Linked DNA regions of Mus musculus: regions 2 and 3 are each linked to region 1. The links are chromatin contacts, called in public HiChIP or PLAC-seq maps. All regions are on one chromosome and are shown on one strand. The core of a region is the stretch at or near the end of the contact, and the rest is flanking DNA. Distances in the headings are between cores, read along the strand shown. Region 1 overlaps Agap1 (ArfGAP with GTPase domain, ankyrin repeat and PH domain 1). Region 2 holds the start of Platr5 (pluripotency associated transcript 5). Region 3 has its middle 39 kb from the start of Arl4c.

Region 1 (4,075 bases), core at 288-2,787:
TCACAATGGAAATGCTTACAGAAGCACACTGCCAGCAGGTGTCTGGCCACACACAGTCTCTGGCCTGTTGACAGCCTTGACTTTTGTGGCTGCTCCATGAGGAATGGCACAGGCAGCGTGACGGTCGGTGCTCAGAGGACCTGTGGTCCTGCCTCCTGCTTAGTCAGCATGTCCCTGCCCTGAAGAGGAGTATACACTCCCTTCTTGACTAAGCCATCAGGTTCAGCAGTGCTTTATTCACATTTCTCCCTGTATCTTTGGGGGAGCTGGATATGGGGACTGAACCCAGGGCCTTGCACCTGCTAGACAGCAGACATTCCATTAATGAGCCAAAACCCTATGGCTGTATTTTTGTTTTGAGACAGGGTCTTGCTCAGTTACCTAGAGGAACTTGAACTACTTCTGTGGCCCACAAATGCCTCAAGTTAGCAGTCCCTCCTATCTTAACCTCTCGAGTCTCTGGGATAACAGGCCTGACAAGATTCTATTTGCAACCTTCAGCTTATAAAATACGAAAGCTGGGGTCCCCACATACTGCATCATCCAAGGCTGGGACAGTACACAGAACACAAATCTCAAATCAGAAGTCCTCTGAAACAGCCGTCCTGATGGGATGGAGACTCATGCTGAGAAGATCTGAAGATGACATACAGCATCGCCCTGTCAGGCAGCCAGCTACCAGAAGCTAGCTCCCAAAGCCCAGCAAGAAGTTCTCTGTGGCTCTGGGCATCTGTGCCCAGGGAAGGACCATGCGTTGTGATGTCTGCTGCCAGCAGACAAGCATCTAAGAGACTGTGACCCTGATTACTAGCTATCAAATTGTGTTTTTTGGAAAGTTGGCCTGTGAATCAGGCGATTCCTCTGCTGACTTGCAAAGAGGTTCCTCTAAATAAAGCTTATAGGCTCTAACCAGTACTTGCAAAATCTATTGTTCATGAAAGAGGCATAACTGATGACCTGCTAGAAATGGCACTGGACGTAGGCCTAAGGCTTCTGTAAGCTTAGGGCTGAGGTGGGTGGCCAGCTGCCAAGGTGAGGAATTAGGGGATCAGCAGGGCTATTTGGACCCACTAGACTTTTCTTATTCAGACAATTGAATCCCTGCAGTGCCCAAGCCATGCCCGTGTGCTATTGAAGGATAGAGCAGAGAGATCAAGGACACACTCTGTGTGAGTGTGTTCTAAAATGGTGATATGCTATATGGTATGTATGGGAAATCCAAGATGTGGTCTGGTAGTATCCATTTAGGGACACCCAACAAAATAGTCCAGGAGCACTCAGCAAGCCTTGTGAAGCATTTCCTTTGAGCAGAGGCAGGTCTGGCTTTGTGCTGGGGATTTAGGTTTTGGAGTGACAGGCTCAGGATCCTGTGTCTTCTGAGACTGGGAGAGCCCAAGTCTCCAGGGCTGCGGGGAGAGGCCACACGCTATGACAGGGACATGTAGGCCTTCAGGGGGTGTTTAGGACTGGCTGTGGGGCTCCTGCTTCCTCCTGCTTAGAGTGCAGAGAGAGAGAGAGAGCAGCAGCTTGGCAGGCTGGGTGCTCTGAGTCTCCCTGGGAGACTGTGTGTCATCTGAGGTGGATGGAATGGATTCTTCTACTCTGCAGCTTGCATCCTTGTAGGGTAATGCACAAAACCTGGGATGGATTCCATACCAAGAAAGAATAACGGCAGCGGTTATCAACCTGCCTAATGCTGAGACCCTTTAATACAGAGTCTCAACCTTAAAACTATTTTGTTGCTACTTCATAACTGTATTTTTGCAGCTGTTGTGAGCCATAATGTAAACATCTGTGTTTTCTGATGCTCTCAGGCAACCCCTGTTAAAGGGTCATTTGCTCTCCAAAGGTGTAGTGACCCACAGGTTGAAGACCACTGCTGTAAAGCTGTAAAGGAATTCCAAATCCCCCCCCCCCACACGCACCCTCATTTTGTGAAGTATGCTTCAGGTAATAAGGGACATGTGTCTCCCTTTCTTTACTATGCACTAGATGCTATTAAGGTTCATGGTGGCATTTCCCAGAAGCCTTGTTCATACACACTGAGAGTTAGCCTCCAGCTCCAGTGACCCCAGGGTTGCGGCCCTCTCTTTCCTGTGGGCAGCTCCCATATCTCATCTTGAAGATCTGGGGACCTGGAATTTTCGAGCCACTGTACTGCTGTAAGGCTAGGTTGTGGCCAGGTCCTAGTGGCACTGACTTATTAGATGAGTGGCATGTTGGCTACTGTTGCCACTCTGAGACTTCCTCCACCGTTTCTTTCAGTCCTAAAATTACAAACATCATTTTTATAAGTTTGTGAATTCCTCGAGGCAAGAGAACCCTGTCTTGTCCTTTTGTATGTAGTATAACATACACACACACACACACACACACACAGTCTCTTTATGAATAAATAAGTCCATAGAAAAACAATGAAAATATGTTAATAATACTTCCTGGTTATACCAGGAGTTTAATTTTTAATGGTGCCTAGGCCAGTACTGGTCACGCTTTTCTGCTCTTTGTCGCCAATGAAGCTGCTGAAACAAAAGACGTGAATGCAGACCGGGGCACTGAGAGTCTGACTCCAGTTCCATTCTCACCCAGGAGCTGTGCACTCAGTCATGGAGAACTCAGCCTGAGCTCTGAGCCTCAGCATCCTCCTAACTGGATAGAGGTAGACATTTTAACATGCTTCATGCCTGCCTTCATGCCTTTAGAATAGCTGGTGGCTCTTGAGTTTTATCAGAGAGCTGCTTTATTCAAACAGAGGATGTCATGGCCTTGACCTTTGAATGGTCTGTCTGAAGGACCATTGTAGAGACGAAGAGTTTCAAACAAAATGTCTACCTTGCCCATAACTGATGGTAGGGATCTTGTAGTTGAGGTAGACGTCACCGGTGGTGGCTAGCTATATTTTGAAATCTTTGAAAATGAAATACAGGTTGGAAAGATGACTGAGTGGGAGAAGTACTTGACATACAAACATCAGGGCAGGACTTTGGACTCCCAGGACCCACTTAAATGTCAGGTGGATGTGGTAGCCCACCTATAATCTCAGTACTGAGGAGACAGAGTTTGGGAGATCCATGGAACATGCTGGCTAGCTAGACTAGCCAAATCAAGTTCTTTGTTCCAGTGAGATACCCTACCTTCATGTATAAAACGAGGAGTTGCTGAGAGGAAGGATATTGACCTGGGGCCTTCACGTGCAGATGCACCTCCCCCATATACTCCTACCCGACGTGTGCTTGCCCACAGGCAGGCAATAAGTAAAGGAGTCACGTAGAAGCGTTTCTAATAGTTTGCCATTAAAATCCAGGTGTCATAGACTTCAGTTCCGGGAGACCCGACTCATTCATTCATCCTTCCACCACTGTCACTGGCATGAGCACAACAGACACCTCCTACGTTTTGTGGTGATGAGCTAGAAAGAGACCTTAGAAATGCCTGACCTTCCCAGCCACCTGTACCTTGCCTATGTGTAGCCTCCAGGGTCCCCTGGCCTTTGTAGGCCAAGAGGAGACCCTATCAGCATCTGAGTGGGCCCTGTAAACCGGAAGACGAAGCAGCACATCTGTGATCAGAAGATAGTCTGATGGTCTGGCTTGATGTCTGTATATAAATCCTGTATCACACGGGGGTGGGGATGAACACTTGGGGAGGTGAGCTGGAGTGAAGGGATATGCAACTTTTAAATATTCATGGTGAGTGTGCCTGACACCCCCCCCCCCCCCATGAGGTTCCATGGTGAGGTTCCAGTTGCCTCAAGAGTGCTAATCTAAGTTAGGGAGCCGTTATCTCCATCTTACTGGTGGAGAAACCAGGTGGTCAGGAAGGAGAGGAGACTGGCAAGTTGCTCTTCCTGCTTCTAAGCCTGCTGCTCAGGTAGCAGATTTATATTTTGGAAAACACCATATAAATTACCTTAGAGACCACTGGCGCCAGGGAGTGACTGATTTTGTGTGATCTTTTTTTTAAAATTATTTTTTATTATGTGTATGTACAATGTACCAAGAGAACATACAGGCACATTTGGAGGTCACAAGGGGGCATAGAACTTCTGAAACTGGAGTTAGAGCTGGTTGTGAAT
Region 2 (4,354 bases), core at 742-3,241, 820 kb before region 1:
CTGTGCTCATTCAATGTCAGTTGTGTGAATATGATTTTAGGACTGACCATATCACACTGGATAACCAGTTGGGGGCTCATCACCGAGGAAAACTAATTTCCCTTCTCTATCAGGCGTTAGCTGCATGTAGCACTTACCTAGGGGTGGGGCCCTGTAACATGCCCCCTTTCTATGCTGGTATGGCTGTTGGCACTATACTTATTCACGTCTTGTTTAGGCAGCCATACTATTGAGGTATCATGCGTGAAGCTTCCCTATCAGTTCTAGGAGACATAATCGTCGTCGTCGTCATCCCCCCCCCTGCAGAATTCTTAGCCCTCTGGTTCTTAACAATCTTTCTGCCCCCTCTTCTACAATGTTCCGCAGGCACAGGAGTTATGCTGTAGATGTAGCCATCGGCTCGGGGTTACCCACAATGGATTAGTTGTTCTCTGCATTTTGACTAGTTGTGACTTTATGCAATGGTCTCTGTCTGCTGCCAAGAGAGGCTTCTTGGATGAGGAGGGGTGAGAACTTATCCGTGGGTATAAGGGTAAGCATTTAGGAATTATACCGGTTTAGTGTTTTATTTCTTAATTCTGCTTTAACTTAAGCTGGCTAAGAACAGCCACAATCATCTGAGAAATCTCTCTCTCTCTCTCTCTCTCTCTCTCTCTCTTGCAGTCATGGCTCATGGCTGTTAATAGCAACCATAACTTTTCCATCTCGAGAGTTTTACCAATAACAAGATGTCAGACTTCTGGGAGCAATAAAAACCAACAGATTCGGTGAGGATGCTCCCAACTGCTTCTCCTGGGTGCTTCTTCATTTTCACAAGACACACCCCAGCAAGGCCAAACTTGCCCAGGATGGATCAGCCTTCAGAAATTAGGGGGTGCTGGGGAGAGGGCTTAGGGGTAAAGAAGTTTTCTTGGTCTTCAGCCCTAGAGCTCACGCAAAAGCCAGGGTGGGGGCCTGTGCTTGCAATCCTAACACTGTAGAGGCAGAGACAAGCTGATCCTGGACCCTCCTTGGCCAGCAAGCCTAACACCTGGTGGGTTCCAGGCCAGTAAGAGACCCTGTCTCACAAGTGTGATGAATGGTGCTTGAGAAATGACATCCAGGGCTGATTCTCTGACCTTAAATGGATATCATATAGCTGTGTGTGTGTGTGTGTGTGTGTGTGTGTGTGTGTGTGTGTGTGTGTGTGTGAGTGGGGAAGTGGGTGAGCAGAGACAGTCCTTGCAAAACAAGTGGGGATCAGAAAGTAAATTATGTCCTTAATTACACTTGGAAATATTTAGTCAGGTGTGTTAGTACACACCTTTAATGCCAGCACTTGGGAGGCAGATGTAAGGGCATCTAAGTGAGTTTGAGGCCATCCTGGTCTACAGAGTGAGTTCTGGGGTAGCCAGAGCTACATAATAAAGAGATTCTGTCTCAACAAAAACCCAACCAACCAACCAAACAAACAATTGGAAATTGTTTTTAAATTGTTTATTAAAGAAGAAAATCACATCCCACTTTCCATAGCTACTCAAGAACCCAACACAAACACATACCCAACAGAGAACCTAAGCTCAGACAGCATGAGCAGCCGTGCCTTGGCAAGCTGGGCAGGAACGTTCATTCACACAGAGATGCTCTAGGGACTTAATCAGTATCCCAGGCCTTGTGCAGAATGCACACCTTGATGCCTTCCCCCACGGCCCTGCAGATTTGCCAGACTAGAATTCCACCTTCAGTTCATCTGCTGGGCTCTAACTCACCAGAGACTCTATTTCCAGGTGAATTGTGTGACTTGACTATTCCTCTCAGAACCTGGCAGGTATCCTTCAGGGCCGGCAAGGGTGAGGTTCTCCCCCAAACTCTTTATAAAGTATCTATTTTGATGTTCTCCTGGAGGGTCACTGTGGTGGTTTGAATATGCTTAACCCAGGGAGTGGTGCTATTGGGAGGTGTGGTCTTGTTGCAGTAGGTGTGGCCTTATTGGAGGAAGTGAGTCACTGTGAGGGTGGGCTTTGAAACCCTCCTGCTAGCCACATGGCATCCAGTCGGCTCCTGGATTCCTTTGGATGAAGGTGTAGTAGAACTCTCAGCTCCTCCTGCACCATGCCTGCTTGGAAGCTGCCATGCTTTCCGCCTTGATGATACTGGACTGAACCTTTGAACCTGTAAGCCAGCCCCAATTAAATGTTCTTTTTAGGAGTTGCCTTGGTCATGGTGTCTGTTCACAGCAGTGGAAACCCTAATTCAGACAGTAACCTAGCAGCCTCCCCTGACTCTAAACAACATGATGGGCTGACAGATAATGTCTTTCTCGCTGGAGGTCTTGGCCACCCCCAAACCCAGCTGAAGAGGGAATTGGTCTGGAGCAAAGCCTGTGAGCCAAAGGTGTGTGTGCTGATCCGAGGTAAGAGGAAATAAACATGGAGCCATGTTTTTCTTTTCTCCCAGACGGGTAAGAGAGAGTCTAGGCTCAGTCCTAAGCCAGGCATGGCCGCCAGCCACCATAATTCCCAGGCTGAACCATGGAAAAGTAAATCTTATGCCCCAGTCCAGCTAATTCTTAATAAAAAGGGAGGAACTGTGCCCTCCCTTAGCCTTGTGTGGGCTGAATCAGACCTTGTCTGCCACAGTTGGTTATCTCCCCTAGGATGGAGTCTTCTGACCGAGGTGAAGTCTATTGTCCTGCCACATCTGCAGCTTCCTGCAAGAAGCCACCACCTGCTGAGCAGCTGAGCTTGCTTTCCTGACGAGATGCTGACAAAGCAGGAAGGAGATCCTGGCAAAGAGGGGGATGGATTTCCCCCCCTTTAAAAATTCAGACTCAAGAATTAAAGTTGAACCTTGATCAGAGAACTTGGTCTTGGCTCCTTATTTCTCTTGCTGTCCTTCCCATCCATCGCCAGCTTTCTTTTCAGGAACCCAGTACCCCGTGGCTGCTGTCGGCTACAGTCTCACTCTCTCCATCCTCCTTGGGAGATTCATCTTGTCCCTGTTTCCTAAGCCCCTGTAAGAAGTAGTTGTAAATTTTCTTACAAACCTAATTTTCTGCCCGGAGATCATAGCAACTTATCTGTTTCTCAGTCCTGCCTGTTTTAAAATCAGCTTTCCCCAATACTCCTGTGGTTCCAATCTGTGGGCAGTAATTTGACACTAACCACAAAGAGCCAGTGTCCCTCTCCCCCACCCCCGCCCCCATGATAAACTTATATCTCAGGAAAAAATAAACAAACAAAAGCAAAACAAAACAAAAAAAAAACCCAAACTTTACATGGTCAAAGAGTTACATAACATTTAATTATCAACTTTCTTGAAATTAAGAGAGGAGCTGTTGGAAAGCGAGCTACCGGCCAGCAGGAGTGATGACTATTGGCTCAGGAGGGTTAACTGCTGAGCCAGACACTGCTTTCAATGCCTTTTGGTGGGCAAAATAAAGATAGTTCTCAGTAGCTACCTTCAGTGAGAAATGAAGACAGACCTGTGCTCAAGGCACAGAAAAGGAAGACAGAACTAACTCTCCACAATCTTATCTATCCTCAGGAGAGGGGACATGGCAGAGCTGGGGTGTGGGGATTTCAGGGCCAGGTCCCACTCTAACCATTTGGCCGCATGATATGTTTGCTGTGCAGGATGTGTGAAAGCCAGAGGCAGAGGTACTTGTCACTGTCGTCAGGAAAAAAATCTACCAAAGACAGAAAAATTATCTGGAGGCTCCAGCGCACTTGCCCTGCTTCAGACACAAACATAATCAGTTACTCCCGCTATTGTGTCCAAAATGATACCGGGATGTATATGTCTTAATTCTCAGAAAATTAAGCATTCGACTGTTGAAGCCACATGACTTCTCTCACACAAATTAGATTTCCTCCACCCCAGGGATTCTGACCCATAGCGTTGTCACTTCCGCCAGGGCCACAAGGGGGTGCTGTGGACGACCAGCCCGAGTTGATGGAAGGAGGCCCATTCACTTCCCCTGTAGGAGCCAGAGCCACACTGTGACATTTCAGTCAGTTTAACACCACTCAGCAACATTTCCAACCACTCTGAGGGTGTGAGCCTCCGGGCTCCACTGAGTATAAAAGCTCCCCTCAAAAGGGACATGAGAGCCAAACATGTGTTCCTAATGGGCACACCAGGGGTGACAAGGGCTCTATTCCATTGCTAGGACAACCCTGCTCCCGGGCTGGCGAACCAGGCCCACCCATCAGTCCATCCATCCCATGGTTCACTACAACTCCAGGCGAAGCCTCATCGGGTGCTAGTAAAAAGAAATCTCTATGCTTTCCTTGGAAGAATAAGTCAAGTCCCTCTCCACTGCCGGTTACATTGCTCTTCACTGGATTGTGTGCGGCTAAGGCTAAAAGGAAGA
Region 3 (4,281 bases), core at 411-2,910, 910 kb before region 1:
GGGGTCAGAAGCAGATATTGAATGGGTTTCTTGGAACTAGAGCTATAGAAGGTTGTGTGCTGCCCGTGGGTACTAGGAATCGAATCTGGGTCCTCTGGAAGAGCAGCAAGTGCTCTTAACCACAGAGCCATCTCTCTGGTACCATCATGCAGTTCTTAAATGCAACCACAAAGTCCTTACGAAAGAGAGGTGGGTGGATTTAACAGATGAAGATGGTGATGAGCTCATAGTGGCAGAAATGGGTGTTGTCAGAAGTCAAGGAATTTCAAATCCTCTAGAAGCTGAATGAGGCACAGAATGGGTTCTTCCCTATAGCTATAGGAGAGAGGGTAGCACTGTCTGTGCCTTGATTTAGGCCCAGTGAAATGGATTTTTGACTCTTGGCCTCCAGAGCTGTTAAGAAAATAACTTGCTATTGCTTTTTACCAGTAGTCTGGTGATTCTAACAGCCACAGGAAACAAATACAATTGACCCTCTCTGATGATTAGTCTTGATTGACAACTCAATAGGATTTAGAATCTAAATGGAAACCAACCTCTGAGTGTTTCTGTGAGGGAGTCTCTAAGTTAGGTTAGTGGAGGTAGAAGGGATCCTCTGTAAATGTGGGCCGCACTGTTCCGTGAGCTGGGGTCCCTGACTGAAGAGAGAAGGGAACAGGGCTTCGGCATTCATATCTCTTTGGCTGTGAATGGAACGGGACTAGCTGCCTCTCTATCCTACCGTTATGCCTTCTGCAGCCATGGTGGACCATAGCCCTTTGAATTGTGAGCCAGAATAAACCTCTCCTTCCCTAGGTCGTTCTTGTCTGCTATTTTGTCACAGCAAGAAGAGAAGTAGCCAATACAGCCTTCTAGACAATCCTTAAGATGTGAGAAAAAAATCACATCTGACGTGGACAGGAAGCAATTTCCAGGATTGCAGATCCCAATCTGAGATATTCTCAAAGGCCTCACTGAGCCTCTGAAAAGGTCCTATCTGCTGCTGTTAGCATATCTATACTGCAGCCATGATTTCAAGCCATGTTCCTTACTGTAGATATCCTCCACCTAGAGTACTTTAGGAAGACCTTGTCATACTCTTTAATTTTCCAGAAACCTTGGATGGTCCAACTAAGCAGATCTGAGGTAACATGGCTAGTGGCTGCAGGGGTGGGGGCTCGAGTTTCTGGTTATGTATAATCCAGGAATCTGTTTATAATTGTATAAGACCTCTGTCCATCCCATCTCTGTATCAGAAACACAAGCAGATCTATTTAATGTTGATGTTTGAGGTTCAGAAAACAGTAAACCAGAATATCATGGAATTCCCTGAAGCCCAGTTTTCCGGGATAAAATGCATGAAACTGGAAGCTGGAGGTAGACCAGATGATCTGCTAGATCTGTGTGCCTCATCTGTTTAGGACCTCCAGGGCTTCTTTAAGCATCCTTGGAAAAAAATGAGACAGTGCATATAGACTAAACTCAACCGTCATCCTGACCTACACACATCTGCTCTCTGGTGCTTCCATCTCCTCTTTCCCTTACAGACATAAGAGTGTTCCAGAAAATCAAACTGCCAAACCGAAGAAGCCTACTATCGAGACTATATTCTGATGCATTGGATTGCCATCACCTCTCATTAGCAGCAAAACTTATGGCTTGGTCTTCCAGCTAACACTCCCTGCCCCGGTCCCGTGCCCATTAGCAGTCCAGAGTGCATGAATCACTATACAAACAGTTCATGCCCCTGTACCACTGCAAGCTAAACAAATTCTTTCCATGTGAGCCTTAATGTTAAAAAAAAAAAAAGAAAAAAAGAAAAAGATATGCAGGAAAGAAAGATCATTTTGAAAAGAACTCCAGAAAGAAAAGGAAATGAGAGTCGTGTTGGCCATGTGCTAGAAGGGCCTGGCCAGACTTCCTTCCTTCATGATTGCTGCTGTGGCTGCCTCTTAGGAAGGGCTCTCCGTGAAAGGCTGCAGGGTCAGTGCAGAGGCAGGAGTAGCAGAATGTGCTAGAATGTGGCCAAGGACAGAAAGCATGAAAATGAAGTAAAAGATGCAAAAGATGCTGTATGGAACAGTGAGCTCCTTGTCTGTAATCCCAGCTCACTAGTGGCTGAGGGAAATCAGGAGTTCAAGGCCAGCCTGAGCTACATGTTAAACTATTCACAAAGCTTCAGCCAGAACTATCAATTAGGTGCCGAGGCTAGCAATAGGAAAAAGGCAGGGTTCAGCTCAGAAGGCGGGCCAAGGAAACATCAAGGTGGAGAGAGCTTGTCCAACTGACTTAAAATAGGTTTTCCCTGCTAAAGGCAGGTAGGGTTGAGATATCCCTAAACTATCCACAGGATTCTTTCTGCAGCTGAGCCCTGCAGGTCCCAAAGAACAAATGCACAGAAGAGACTGACACAAGTTTGGTCAGAGGCCATATGCCAGGGCGAGGAGAAACTCCTCTTTTTCCTTTTTAAATTGACACCCCTCCCTCTCTTCCATTTCTATCCTTCTGGCATCTAACTTTCTATTTCCCGAGGTGTTGAGTGTGTCCTGAGTGGCCGAAAATCCAGAGCAGGATGTTCAAGACCCATGAGTAGGACTGTGGCCTGTGAGTCAAACCTTTGGGAAGTCATAGCTATTCCCTGACTTCTCATATTTCCAGGATCTGAGCTTGCCTATCTCTGGACCTTCTTACCTCCGCTCAACCCTGCCTTCTCTCTCCTCCCACCTTCTGAACAGAAGCTAGCTCTACCCTTCTGGGCTCCCAGGTTGGCCCTCTCTATTCTTAATCCAGTCCCACAGAAAAGTTGCTTAACAGTTAGCCTATTATTTCTTTTTCGGATTGTGGCTGGGGTGCAGACAATCTTTACAGTACAGTGAGTTGTTTAGCAGAGTCTTTTCTTTGAGAAAGTTACATTTGCAGCCACTCAGTCATTAGAAATGTGAAGAAATGCCATCTTGATATATAGAGGAACCATGATGACTAGCCTAGGCAATACCCACCCCCCCACCCCCCCCCCACACCAAATATCCATCCATCGGGACCTAGGATGAGCATTTGGGGGATACAGGCTCTTTATACATGCAATAAATTGAGATAAGGTCACCCTTGATCTAAGGGGGGAATATAAACCCAATCCCCTCATCACATGTCTAGAATCCCTAGCTCCTGCAACCCCAACAGGCAGACCCAGCCACCTATGTCTTTGTTACCTCAGAATAATTGATAATTATTATTAGTGTAATAATTAGAGAGACAAATCATTTTGGAAAATAGAGAGGGTGATGTTTTCAATGTTGTTGTAGTTTAAATTAATTTGAGGTTTCTACCGTAGACCAGATAAAAGACACAAAAGCTTTATATTTATAATAAGCCTTAAAGCATTAGAACTGGCCAGGTATCAACCTTCTGTGCTATTTTGTCTACTTCTCTGTCAATAACTCCATGATATAACTTGCCAAGTTCTGCCTGGGCTTCTCTTACTCCAACTGGCCAGCTCTGATAGTCATGTTCTCACAGTTCACCTATCCCGTGCTGTCTTCTCTCTTCCTCTATCCTCCCTCAAGGTCTCTGCCTCAGACCCTGACCTTGGGAACTGAAGCCCTGCCCAGTGAAGCCCTGCCCACCGATGCCCCGCCCACTTCTCATCTGCCCAGCTACAGGCTGTAGGCATCTTTATTCAACCAATAGTTTTAAATTAAGGAACAAGGTTGCATAGTATCAGTTGGTGTATAGGAGGATCTCTTCACCCCTGGAGGCAACCAGAACTTGGTGACCAGTATTTAGCATTACAATACATAGCAACAGACCCAACCTCAACAAATGTGGCCACATTAAGAAGAGTAGAGGAAGGGTACAGAGATCCCTAAGGTTGTCTTTGGAGTATTGGCATAGCTTTACATAAATCAAGGACTGCGGTGGGTGGAATCAGAGGTAGACTGCCTAATGAAGCAGTTCTGTATTAGCTATGGTTTTGCACACTGCCTCAGTGCTTGTTCTGCAGTGTGGTCCAAAGACGTTCTCCTAAACAGCATTGTTTGAGGGGCCAGTGTTGCTCTCAGGGGAAGATCTCTTCTGTGCCTTGGTACAGTCTCCTAATTGCAAATATGTGGTGGTCTGTGTTGTGAGTTTCTGTTGTCTTTGAATCCATGGTGACTGGAAGAAAGGTTAAGGACAGTAACTTCTCTAGCTTCCACCAAAGTAAACAAAGCAGACACAAAATGAAGGCAGAGATGCCAGTGTTAGATTTCGGAGGTAACATAAAGACACAGAAGGCATAAAGAGACCAGCATTTGACTTCAAATG

Evidence for each region. HiChIP or PLAC-seq counts read pairs in DNA pulled down with a chosen protein or histone mark.
Region 2: a contact with region 1 is called in an H3K4me3 HiChIP or PLAC-seq map of forebrain, with 4 times the contacts expected there. The contact joins the promoter of Platr5 here to the enhancer-like site in region 1. A contact is called at or near these places in 6 of 115 datasets of contacts at active chromatin or transcription factors (craniofacial prominence, embryonic forebrain, embryonic hindbrain and 3 more).
Region 3: an H3K27ac HiChIP or PLAC-seq map of the NIH/3T3 cell line shows a contact between it and region 1, with 5 times the contacts expected there. The contact joins two enhancer-like sites. A contact is called at or near these places in 4 of 115 datasets of contacts at active chromatin or transcription factors (the NIH/3T3 cell line, astrocytes, bone marrow-derived dendritic cells and 1 more).

Annotation. Positions count from the first base shown.
Region 1 is chr1:89,575,679-89,579,753 of GRCm38.p6, forward strand. All of the region lies in intron 1 of Agap1 (ArfGAP with GTPase domain, ankyrin repeat and PH domain 1), which reads left to right. The region is part of intron 1 of Gm41914 (a long non-coding RNA gene); the gene reads right to left. Among named protein-coding and RNA genes, the nearest start is that of Gm41914, 3.2 kb to the right of the region's middle. Within about 2 kb of position 1,538, at least 198 of the 459 cell types and tissues checked have an H3K27ac peak or open chromatin away from gene starts, as enhancers often do. A contact at or near this core is called in the NIH/3T3 cell line, craniofacial prominence, embryonic forebrain and 2 more, where this site is marked.
Region 2 is chr1:88,752,899-88,757,252 of GRCm38.p6, forward strand. It overlaps Platr5 (pluripotency associated transcript 5), which reads left to right and starts at 1,992. Exons shown (of 3, transcript NR_040493.1): 1 at 1,992-2,060; 2 at 2,186-2,392; 3 at 2,636-2,835.
Region 3 is chr1:88,661,246-88,665,526 of GRCm38.p6, forward strand. No RefSeq gene overlaps it. Among named protein-coding and RNA genes, the nearest start is that of Arl4c, 39 kb to the right of the region's middle. Within about 2 kb of position 1,661, at least 45 of the 459 cell types and tissues checked have an H3K27ac peak or open chromatin away from gene starts, as enhancers often do. A contact at or near this core is called in the NIH/3T3 cell line, where this site is marked.